Regions from separate parts of the Astyanax mexicanus genome. Here region 1 is linked to region 2. A link is a contact called in public Hi-C data. All regions are on one chromosome and are shown on one strand. The core of a region is the stretch at or near the end of the contact, and the rest is flanking DNA. Distances in the headings are between cores, read along the strand shown.

Region 1 (6,571 bases), core at 388-2,887, 100 kb after region 2:
AAACAGATCCACTTTCTCCACATCCAGCTTCTCAGCCTTCTTGATCAACCGCTTTAAGAAAAACACCACTGCCGCAATTTCTTTCTTCATTGTTAGCTGCAGGGCTGAAAATCCGGTCCAAATTCTGTTAATGGCACAAATCGGATAATTAAAAATATCACAGCAGAATAATCTTCTGTAATGTCTAACTAATAGTAAATTGTGTTCCAGATCCCTAAGGTAGTCAGTCATGTTATTCAGTAACCTAGGGTTGAAGAACTCTATACTTGACATTTATAGATTTGTAGACTCCTTTGTTGATCCTGACCATTTAGGTGTCACTTCTCTAGCCAGTAAAGGATTTGTGCTCCCAAAAAACTCACAGATCAAATCAGATGCATTGCAAATATTACCAAAGACAGACGCTCTGCAGTCAATCAGACCTATGTAAGAGGTGCTCATACAGGGGTGATACAAAGTGTGAAACAGCAATCAGAGAAGAAAGCCAGCAAATGCTGATCCAGATTGTGTGCTGTTAAAAAGGAAAAACTAAAACTAACTTTTAAACCAGGAATGGACAGTCATGTGTGTTAATTCTTCCTAAATGCAGTTCTAAACCAACTGTTCTCCGTTGTTTGCAGCGCTAAGCACCACAACAACACAAAACAAATCTAACAGACAAACCCACTTAAATCTGAACTGACCAACAAGCATATTCACAGGTGTATGGAAATGGCCCAGACACCGTTTCAGTCCACCTAAAATCCTGTCAGGACAAACTAAAGCTCTCTTCTCTCACTGAAAAAGAGGAATGTAAGGAAAAGGAGTGCACGAGGACTACAATATGGGAAAAAGCTTATTTCAAAAGCATCCGTCCTGGTCTCTAGTCTGAAACGTATCAACTGGTGGAAATCCTAACCCCAAAACAACCTGCAAATCCGCCGATAACCGAGCTGACCGCCCTTAAACCGAGGAGGCAGCAGCAGCGGCGGCAGATCGGCGGGAGAGTTCAGATAATGGCGCGCTCAGCTTCATCAGCCCCACTAAACCCGGGCAATTAGCCAGAAGCTAACGGTGCTCACATTACACAGCAGCTCGCAGTCCTGTTACTTAACAATACCTTTATTCTGAGAGAAAAACTTCATTAACTCAGTTCAGTGAAACTAGTCTACGCTACATATTCAACACTAACCAGAGCGGCCAATCAGAGAACACTAGGGTAATATATCTACACAACAGCAGTAAGCGAAACCGAGCCTTTACACAGAAACTAACTAACAGTTCTGTAATTAATAACCAGCCGTTACTTATCTAATGAGCACAACACGAAATACAGGCTATAAACTGGCTAGCAGCGGACTATGAAGCTAAGCTAACTAATTAGCTACAACCCTGGACAACACTGCGCACAACGGCGTTAACTGCGCGGCCCGCCGTGCTGCCGCATTTCAGCAGCTAAAACCACTCCTGCTTCTTGCTGCTGTTACTGTGTCTCTCTCAGCACAGAGCCCAGAGCCATCAGCCGGCCCGAGACTCTAATAACACACTCACCGCGCTCTCCGTCCATCAACATGTGGGTTAACTCCTGCCGCGCCGACACACTTCTAGATCCTGTGGTGCGCAGCTTCTCGGTGACGTCACTTTCCTTCTACAGGCCACGCGGCCGCTACTGTAGAGAAATAAAACTTAACCTCTCAATAAATCTATACGTAAACCCCCAACAGCAGGGTTTTAATCAGAGAAATACTCTAATATAATGCCCCAAACATACAAAAAACAAGAATTAGCACCGAATATATTAAACACAGAACATAGAAAACAACTGCTTTTATTTACCACAGAACTGTTTATTATTCATTCATACTCTCATCCTGAATATTATATCACATTACTTTTGCTAAAGTGAACAATAGCTAAAATAACTAAACTATGTTGCTGTTATTTGATGGAAATGTAAATAATTTATTAATAAATACACAAACTGCACTTTTACTGTTGAAACAGTACACTTAGTGGACAAACTGGAAATCCAGTGGAAAAACATCATTCATCATTCAAATATATATTTTTCTGTGGTTGAAATATTATATTAAATTATATTATATTATATTATATTATATTATATCATAATGCCAACTTTGAATGTAGCTTGAAGTCTAACTGGGCATTTTTAACCAATCAAACCCACGAATAAATCATTAAAATCCAGATAAGCATTGTAAAGCTCTTGACATTAATGTTGCAATGAATACAATAAATGAATTCCTGCATATGATGCTCACGGTCCAAGCAAATTTGCTGTCTCCATGTCTGTGCATTCGGTAACCAGGCTGTTACTGTGGCATACACGCACCTAAACACAATTCCCACCAGGCCAGGATAACAGCACCACACAATATATTTCCATGCTATTGGGAAAATCCCTGGTGTTGTAGAACTGGTGCACAGGACACTTGTGGTGTCTTTAATCACACCTACACGTATGGTAAAGATTACTCTGCGGTGAATGTGCAGGTAAAATTGAGGTGCTTCTAACCAACATTGTGGCTGTTTATCTGGACAAACTCTGGGGTGTGTCAACTTGCAAACATATATAGAGTACAGTCTCAGTCAGTGTTTTTTTTTTTGTTTTGTTTAATTTATTTTCCACAATCCTCTGACCTAAACCCAAATGAGATTGGTATAAGCTGGAGAAAACTATTCCAAGTGAATCTACCTCATAAAGACACTGAGATTAAAATACCAGTGTGCAGATCTGTCCTCAAAGATAAATGTATAAAGTATATTCTGGTTAGTTTAAACCTTTTTTTGTTTACAAAATCATTTTGTGTGTACCTGTCTGTGTACAAATATATATATATATTTGGGAAACACTCGTAGAACTGGCTCGTTCTTTACTCATGTCATTTGTTAGTTAGTTCGGTAATCGCTAAGATTGATCGTTCAATAACTGAACTCTGTAATTGTAAAAAGAATATGGGAGAACAATGATTGATGTAAAACATACATTCTAGTTTACAAGGTTTTATTTTACAGCTGTAAACTAAAACATCTATTGATACTACTTCAATAAAACATTGTTATCGATACTACTGATACATCGATCAATCTGTACACCCAAGTACAAAGACTCTAACAGGTTGTTTTCATGTAATTTAGACTCATTTTGCATTTACACTTTTCTTATATCATGCTTTATATTTATATTTCCTATGTGAAATACATCGGTTGTCCTGAATGGAAATTAGGAAGAGTCTGGACTAGACCACACCCACTGTTATTAAAGAATGCTGCACTCACTGTTAATATGAGTCTGCTGGTTTGTTTTATTATTCTCTAGATCAAAGGTTTTGAAAAGATATTCCTTTGTCTGCGCACTGTCAAGCTTCAAGTGTAAAGATCCAACCACTGAATGTGTAAAGTAAAAACAACACAAAATAAAACAACAATTACCTCTTGTTAAATGTAACATGTTATTATGTCAAAAGTGACATAATAGCATTTAGAAGAATATGTTTTTAGCACAGTTTTATTTACTGTTTATTTTTTTAAATCTTTTTTAAGCTTAAATTGAATGACTAGCAGAATAATTGAGATGGCTTAAGAATTTTAAATGCTCTAACATTCACAACTTATATAAAGTTATTATTGTGGAGATATATTTATACATGAGCAATATTTAAATATCCCATATAAATAACTAATTTACTTTTGATTAATTAGTAAAAAACAAAATACAAAAAATGTTTTTGTAGGACCCCCATGGTGGTGACCCTAATGATGTACCATGTGTCTACTTACACAAATATCTCAAGAAATTAAACATTAGTTTAGAATTCACAATGACAACTCTAAAAAATAAATCATATTCTGTTTATTCATTTGATATAATTCATCATTTATATTGTATATTTTAATACACAATAAACATGCAATAATTTCAAAAGTATGTTGGCTCATTAGAAATTTGTCCTAAATACATATACACTGACCAGCTATAACAAATGACCTTACATTACAAACATTAAAAAGGTGAAATGGATAACTTTACTTGCTTAATGTAATACAGTAATAATGAGGACCAAAACACTGTAGCTGTGTTCCAAAGTCCAGGCTGCAGCGGAGGTGGGCTGCATTTCTCTGTCATAGGAGGCTGTCACCACGAGACTATTCATATATGTATGAACAATATAGGCTGCTGGAAAGGAATCTTATTGGACAGTTCTACAGTGGACCCGCAGCCTTAACTTCGCAGTAAAGCCTGTATGATAACTCTTTTAAGAAATAATAATAAGAAGAATATGAATCAAATGTCAATAATTTTCCGCAAATCACACTCACATGTCAACATCTTTAGTACAAAATAAACAATCCAACAGAATAATAGACAGGGTCAAAGAGACATTTTAATATAATGTAATTAACAATGGAGCCATAGATTAAATGGATTATTGATTGCAATAATAGCAAACAGACCATACTTGACAGTGCAATTTGTTTAAATAGGTGTTTACACTCTATTGTTTGCATGATTTCTAAGATATTGAAAAAAATTTTGGTTGATTACATGGTGAGTGTTTAATAACTTTTCACCAGTAATGTATATAATATAACTGCATGTGAATGTACAGTTTTGGCATTGGCTAAGGAATGAGCAGGAGAGTGGAAGCAGCCTTTGTGATGGTCTGGATATACTCTTTATAGTCACTGCTCCCATACATCACCAGCAGGTAGTTCAGAATACCCACCACACACATCAGGGACAGGAAGAACAGCACACGCTTTCCAAACAGGAAACCTGGAGTGCTGAAACAACACCAAATAAGTATATACCATGAACAGGAGCAGCTTTGAGGTAGTTGAGCAAAAGTTATTGAGTCATTACTGGCAGTAGTTTTGCAAAGTGTGCTAAGAGTACTGTTGAAGTGTGGGGAATAAAATGCAGAAATGTGAATAATTATACTCAAAACAACATACAATAAAACATTGCTGTGGTGTATTTATATATTATCCATATCTATATTGAACACTTAAAAATAAGAAGTTCTGATTATTACCTTTGACACGTCTGTCCCATATATCCAACAAAGTATTTCTGCCTGGCTACAAGATACACAATCCCAGCAAATGCTGCTGGAGCTGAGCAGGAATATAGTGGAGAAATGTACTGCAGTATGTTACATCATTAAAACATAATATTATATACAGTGGCATGAATCATTTTCAAGACTTTCCTGATTTTATAAATCACTGGTTGTTCGAATCAGCAATTTCAGTTAAATATATCATATAACATATGAAAACAGTGATATTTAAAAAGTGAAATTAAGTTTATGGGATGTACAGAAAGTGTGCAATAATTCTTTCAACTAAATTAGGCAGGTGCATAAATGTGCTCAGTCTTGTCGTTTTGTTGATTTGAATACCTTTAGTGCTAATTATTGGAACACAAATGTGTTTTGTAAGATCACTGACCCTTGACCTACATACACAGGTGAATCCAATATTAGAAGGGTTTTAAGGAGACCAAATGCAAGTTTTTCTCCTCTTTAAATCTTCTCTGAAGAGTAGCAACATGGGAGCCTCAAAACACATCTCTCAAATAACCTGAAAACAAAGATTGTTCAACATCAGGGTTTAGAGGACGGATACAAAAAGCTCTCTCAGAGATTTCAGCTGTCAGTTTCCACTGTGAGGAACATATTGAGAAAATGAAAGAACCACAGGCACAGTTTTAGTTAAGACCTGAAGTGGCAGACCAAGAAAAATCTCAGATACGCAGAGAAGGATGGTAAGACCAGTTATAGTCAACCCACAGACCTCCAGCACCTACAACATCATCTTGCTGCAGATGGAGTCACTGTGCATCATTCAACTATTCAGTGTACTTTACACAAGGAGAGGCTGTGTGGGATATTAATGTAGAAGAAGCCTTTTCTGCTTACTCGATACAAACAGTCGCTTGAGGTATGCTAAAGCTAAAGCCCATTTAAACAAGCTAGCTTCATTTTGGAATAAGGTGCTGTGGACTGATGAAGCTAAAATTGAGTTTTGTGGAGAGCGGTATGCATGATGGAAAAATAACAGTATTCCAAGATAAACACTTTACTGCTCCCCACAGTAAAATTTAGTGTTGGTTTATCATGCTGTGGGGCTGTGTGACCAGTGCAGGTACTGGGAATCTTGTTAAAGTTGTCATGGTCGCATGGATTTCAGTCAATATCAGCAGATTCTTAAGAACAATGTTTAAGAATCAGTGAGAAAGTTGAAGTTGAGCCAGGGCTGGATACTTCAACATGACAACGACCCTAAACACTGCTTAAAATCTACTAAAGCATTCATGCAGAGAAACAAGTACACTGTTCTGGAATGATAATCTCAGTCCCCAGACCTGAATATTATCCTATAAACTTTATTTCACTTTTAAAATATCACTGTGTTCATCTGCTATATTATATATTAAACTTATTTATAAAAAGAAAATTATGAAAAAGGTCAGGGGCACCCAAACCTTTTCATAACACAGTATATATATAAAATGTATATATTTTTAATATAAATATTTAATTTTATTGGCATTTACCTTGACTCA
Region 2 (6,606 bases), core at 3,414-5,913:
CACCCCTTAATCCTCCTTATCACTTGTGACAAATATCTAAAAACTACTTTAGTGACGGGTAGACAAATTATTTTATGGGGATGAAAAATGTCTACAGAAATAAGCAAGGTGAAAGCATATGTGAAATTATCATGTAAGATGATTTGAACACTTGTGGGCAGACGAGGAGTGGTAAATAAAGCTATTTACAGACTGGTGAGGCTCATTTTAATTGTACATGTCAGCATAGATAGGGATGTGTATGAAACTATGGATGTGAAGCTGTTTTTAGCATTATATAAGATATTGTTCCTTTACACTTTTAGTTAAGCATTGAACAATGGCCATGAGAATTAAATTAGTGTTACATTAAAATTAGATGTGGTTTCTATTTTTTTTTCATTAGAAATGATGACAGGACAAATATAACTAAATATAACAGCATATGCTGTAAATAGTGTAGTTCTACAAAAATAACCCATATTGACCCTTGATTTAGATTTCTTATAGGTCTGCTTACAGTAAAACGCCACAAATTATGTTCTGTCACACACACACAGGGCGAGTGTGCACAAACGGTGTGGGGTGACTAGGAGAAACACATATAAACACACACAAACACAAAGACAGGGGATCTCCCGAACGATGGCTTTCATCCCATTACAAATGTGTGCAATGTGAAATATAATGGATTTATAATGATCTTTTTATTGCCGATTCAGTGAAGTGCTGTAATTTGGTCCTGACCACAATAACTTAATGACAACTGTGATTACTGAGCATAATTTGAATGGAGGCTGAGTCAGAACATCACTTTCATATGAAATCACTTGCAGGGTTTGCCGTCTGCTCCTGATTCATCCCATTATCTGCCTCAGCATGACCAAGATGAATTAGCACTTCTGGGTACAAAACAGCAACAAAGTAAGGCACGGTACTGGTCGTGTCCACAGTCTCTGTCCTGAAGAGCAATTAAACACTGTGGAAGGCTTGTGCTGTTCTGGGTGTTGATACTTTAAAGCAGGGGTATTTAATTAGAATTCAGTATGGTCCAGTTAGAGAAAATATCGACAGGCCAAGGTCCGGACCGATTGTTAACTTGTGTTATAATTAAGTGCTTTATCCTGTAAGGTTGTTTGAACTAAATGATAAAAAATAAAAATAATAATAATAATAAATTCCTCTCTGGCCAGATTTCGTGTACATTCCTCACCTGTCTCTCTGTCGTGCCTGTTTCTCGTTCTCCCTATTTCCTTATAAAGGCGTTTTTTCACGTCCGCTTCCCAATTCAACAGCCGGAGCAGCGGTACCGCGACCCTGACAACACAGCTTCGATCCCGCGTGAGGAGCGGTGTGTTTATTTATTTATTTATTTTCTTACCGCATCTGCACAGATCTGATTGTCTTAAGAGAGCTTTTGGTGATCTTACCCCACACGTGATTGGTCTGTGAGTTTACTGCACCGCAAAGCACGTATACAATTAAATCCTTCTCAGTAGGTTTGGGTCTGGACCCGGACCGCGGTCCACCCATTAGTGACCACTGCTTTAAAGTGTCGCTGAGTGACTGCCCTGTGAGAGGAGCAAGATTGCGTTATCCTGACTCATGAACTTAAAAAGAAAAGAGAAAGATGATAAAGAAAGTGTAGTGTAAGAGATGATAAGGCTGAAACTCCTCTACAGTGCCATCATTAAAGGGATTAGACAGAAATAATACACAAGTTTAACAGATGGAACAGGGGAGGTGAATGTGTGTGGAAGTTATGGCTCGTTTTGTCTGCTGTGCCCTTTATGAATGACTTGCGTATGCCCTCTAGGCTCTGAAGATGGAAAGACAAATAAATAGATCCTTGTTGCCTGTTATCTACTCATTACTTTGCCTATCCTACCCTCTCCTGGACAAATATGGTACTACAGGCTGTTCTCTGCCATGTTAGGCTCACATCAAAGTGCTGGTGTGGGTTAAATAGGCATAAACAGTGCATTTTTCTCCACTCCACAATTTCCCACAAGAAAATGACAAAAGTCTCCTTCAATAAATCAGAGGAGGAATCCAAATCTTGTGTGTTTGTAAACTCCTATTCGTAAGCACTGGCCCATGAAAAGGTTTCTAAAGCAGCTTGTACCAGATGTTGGAAGTTAAAAAGCAACGCCCTCAAGAGGTGCCTGCTTACTGCATGCATGCTGTCTTGCTTTTCATGGTTTTCAGACCACTGTAAAAGTTGTAAGAGTCGTTTGTGGGTTTTATGTACTGGTCAGTTCCCCCAAGAAAGGCATTAACAGTATTCACTAACTCTTTCAATGTGACAGACTGCTTCACGTGCAGATTTTAAGCGAGTTCTGGCCTACTTACAGGACATAAATACCAAGGTCCAGCAATGTTCATCAATGCATACATTAAATAGCCTAAATGTATTTCTATCTTGTTTTTCAAAAAAAAAAAAGTAAAATGTATTAAAAATTCGAAAACTGAACATTTTAAATATCACAACAAACATCCCAACAAAGCACAATACTGTTTAACATAAGTTATTCTGTTATACATCAAACATAGATACCACATAGTGCGTTTCACATTAGAGTAAAATATGCAAATTAAATATGTGCACAGCTTTATATTCACCATTACATTTTTCAATTATTAGAGATTTTTTTTTGTCAGCTTAAATAAAAATGAACCAACAGCTTCCCTCATGAACACATTAGAAACTGACGGTTGTCAGAAAGCAAAGTCAGATTAAGAGCTGAACTTGGTTTACACCACAGGATCATACCGTTGTGCTCCACACTAACTTTCAGTTGATGAACATGAGATAAAGCAGAGAACACCGTGTGCCCGGGGTGGTTTTACTAACTTAACAGTAGATGGGGCCAAAGCTCTATCAGAAAACACGTGTGACGCTTCTTAAAAAGTTCAGCTGCGACTGAGAGTGGGGTCGGACAGTGACGCAGACTGAGCGTTAGTTAAAACGACAGACAGCTAGAGCAGCCAGATGTTTGGAGCGAAGAGAGAAAAACACAAGCAAGAGAAAGAGGAGAGAAAATGACGGAAGCCCTTTTTCGTCCCTTCAACGCGTAATAGCACAGGGTCCATTCACTATATATATACATGTACTAACATGAACTCCCTACACCCACATATCTTAGATACTCAGATGTTAGTTTTAGATGCCTATAAATGAGAGAGAGAGAGAGAGAGAGAGAGAGAGAGAGAGAGAGAGAGAGAGAGCGATGGAGAAAGTCAGAGAGAGAGGGAGGGAGAAGGCGTAAGAGAGGAAAGTGCGTGTGAGAGAAAGAGAGAGGGAGGGAAGAAGGAACCCGGCGCTAAACACGGGGTCAGTGAGTTCGTCCATTCCAATAGTGCTCGTGAAATGACAACTGATCCCAAACACTGTGTACCATTCCAGAAAGCTAGCGAGCGAGCGCGCGCACGCACACACACAGAAAGTTACCTAACACGCGCGCAAACACCATTCTATAGGCTGATTTAACCGCGTGAAATGTCCAATTTGAATGCATCTTTACTTAACAGGGCACGGGCACGATAAACAAACACACACACGTTCCTTTAGCGAGGACATTTTATCTACACACCCACCCACAGATAGCACGTAAACAACAGGTAGGGAACACTCTGCACGAGTGTGTACATGCTACGCACTACGCGCGCGTACATCAGCAAGAAAACTACAACGCACACACCATTGTATTGTACAGGTGAAGAGTCTGAATTAAAAAATGGGGGTGGGGGTTACTCACCAGGTACAGCAGAAAGGTGAGCAATGCAAGACTCCAGCGCCGAGTCTGACCGACGGCCGAGAGAATGCAAAGCCTGTAGGGAAACAGGCACAGCACGGGCACGCGCTTCTACTTCCAGCACACGCACATATAGGCGGCACGGAGCAGAGCAGCGCGTGAGAGCCGTGTGCGTTCATTCTCGCTCACTGTGGGTAAGAGAACGAGGCGAGTGAACGAGAGACGTGCATGTAGGTGGAGAGAGGTGAAAGAGAAAGTGCGACACAAGGGAAGCAGAGATAGAGGGGGAATAGACAGAGAGAGAGAGAAAGAGAGAGAGAGAGGGCACCTCTCCCCTGAGTTGTTGTTGCTTTCTGTTGCTGAGTGAGGGGAGGACAGGGCTGTAGGGTGAAAGAGTTCAGAGCTCTGAGAGAGAGAATAAGGGTGTTATTCTAGTCCAGCCTGCCAAGTCTTACACAACACAGCGTGCACGAGGACAGCCAGACCCTGCTGCTGTAGGCCTTCCTATTTAGTTATTTATGTATGTATTTATTTATTATTTTGATTACTTTGCAGAACATGTACACAACATATAACTTATCAAGCAGATCCAGGAGGGAAAAAAAGAAAAGCAACGACAACACATTATTTTAGTAAATTTAACTTCTTCATATAACGTACAGCAGAGCACACACTTATTACTACGCCATTTAGGTGACTCAATAAATAGATGGCCCTGCTGCTCTCTCTCTCTCTCTTTCTTTCTCTGATTTCAATTCCTTCCATTCTTCCTGTCGGACGGGTCAGTGCCTGTGGGTGTTGGAGTGTGTATGTTGGGGGGGGGGGGGGGGGGGGGGTGTCTGTTTTCGTAGTCGCAGGGAAATTTACGGGTTGGGATTATTACGGGAACATTAAGGGCTTCTGGCGAAGTTCAGAGCCCTGCCTCACCAGGAATCCAGCAAAACAGAACTCACGCACCCCCACACGCGCCCACCTCCCTCATGTGAAACGACACCTTCCTAATGTCTTCCCATCTACACCAACCTAGTCCAGCCACGCTGTCTGTATGGCATTATTATTTATTACTCTGAGTACAGGGTTAGTATTGCGTTAAGTGTTTTTTAATCTAAAACAATAATCAATATCATACAGACACAGACACTTGAGGATGCCCAACAGGTGCTCAAATCAAGTAAACTCTGGTTGTTTTATTTTCAGTACTGCATATGTACAGGATATACAGAGGATTGAAATTGCATTACTCTGCTACCCAAAGTTATAGCAAATAAAACATAATGTACAACTAAATAAAACTTTAAATAATATAAGAATGAAATAGACAGTAAACAAGGTCACAGGTATAAACATATGTGAGACAAGACACAAAACACAAGACAATAGCGCAATATAAGAGTCTTCCGGTGATTACAGGGAAAATGCTGTACCAGTATAAACAGAACCTGTATAAACAGTAGTGCAAATATAAAGATGTAAAAGCTTAAGATTGGTACAGTTCTTTAAAGGTCACTGTTGTAGGGGGAGGTAAAGTGGGTAGGACAGTGCAAGTATAAGAAGTAGTGCAGATATGGGGTGTATGAGTGTATATCAGTTATTGAAAAGTTCCAGTAATGTGTTGATTGGATGGGGTGAGGGGGTTGGGGGTAAGGCTGCTGAGTATGTGTGTCCTGGGGGCAAATGGGGAAGGAGTGGTAAGCAGGGAGAGAGTCGAGCATCCTAACAGCCTGGTGGATGAAGCTGTCCCTCAGTTGGCTGGTCCTAGCCCCGAGACTCTGCAGTCTCCTCCCCGATGGCAGCAGGCTGAAGAAGCTGTGTGGTGGTTGGGTAGGATCTCCTGCCAGGGGGAGGGCTTTCTGTGTTTAGGTCTAGAAACATACTTGGCCTGTCCCTCACCTTTACCTTCAGCTTCCTCAGCAAAGCAGTGGAGGTGTGTTTGGGGTTTTTATCATGTTGGTAAACCATCATGATAAGTCCCATGAGTCCCAATTGCTGAAGGGAGGGGATCACGTTCTGCTTTAGAATGCTACAGTACAGACCATTATGCTACCACCACTATGTTTGACTGTAGGTGAGAGAATCTTTGTACTCATCAACTGGGCACAAGCAAACATGCTGGATATTTAAAATTTTGACCTCAGATTTTTGCCCTAAACGCCCTAGAAGTAAATGCTCTGTGGGCAGATGACACTGAAACAATGTTTAAATTTATGTTTGGAGAAAAGAAAACCCTTCATTCCCAATTTAAAACATTTCCGCTCTGTGAAACATAACGGTGGCATATAATGGTTTGGGCCTATTTTGCTGTTTTTGGTCCAGAAAGGCTTACTAATAACGCTATTATAGGAGAATTCAGTGATTGTGTTGGAATGGCCAAGTCAAAGGCCTGACCTTAATATAGTAGACATGTTGTGGAAGGAGCAGCAGTTAATGGGAGGAAATTTACCAGAGCTGAAGCTGTTTTGAATGGAGCAATAGGCCAGACTAATCAATAGAAACATTTAGTTGCAGTTATTCCAGCACAAGAGGTTCACACCAGATACTGAAAAAAGGTGCACATACTCACATAAAACATTTTCCTTTAATACATAAATGAACAAGTATATATATGTGAAAAATTATTCTCTTTTGTTTAATTTTTCTTCTTAACTACTTTTAGGACTTTTGCGTTTGAAATCTGCTGAAAATGTGTGCCAAATCTATGCAGAAATATGCACAATTTTCTATGAAGAAAATTCTAAAGGATCTTTACATATTTAAAAAAATAAGCTTCTACAATATCTCCAAAAGTAAACTAATTTCTGTATGGTTTCTTTGTACCAATGTCTGTTGTAAAACTGGACTGAACCTGGAACTGAAAACAAGTCTTTATAGTCTT

The links. Hi-C and Micro-C count contacts between places; a contact is called where the count stands out from the background.
Region 1: a contact with region 2 is called in a Hi-C map of muscle, with 14 times the contacts expected there. The contact joins the promoter of btg3 here to the enhancer-like site in region 2. A contact is called at or near these places in 2 of 3 Hi-C or Micro-C datasets (both in muscle).

Annotation. Positions count from the first base shown.
Region 1 is chr20:14,322,277-14,328,847 of AstMex3_surface, forward strand. It overlaps btg3 (B-cell translocation gene 3), which reads right to left and starts at 1,638. Exons shown (of 5, transcript XM_007235403.4): 1 at 1,531-1,638; 2 at 1-124. The coding sequence starts at 90. LOC103039025 (arachidonate 5-lipoxygenase-activating protein) reads right to left here. Exons shown (of 5, transcript XM_007235405.4): 3 at 6,563-6,571; 4 at 5,037-5,118; 5 at 3,838-4,785. The coding sequence ends at 4,623.
Region 2 is chr20:14,219,203-14,225,808 of AstMex3_surface, forward strand. No RefSeq gene overlaps it. Among protein-coding and RNA genes, the nearest start is that of LOC103047042, 27 kb to the left of the region's middle. Within about 2 kb of position 4,664, the one cell type or tissue checked has an H3K27ac peak away from gene starts, as active enhancers do.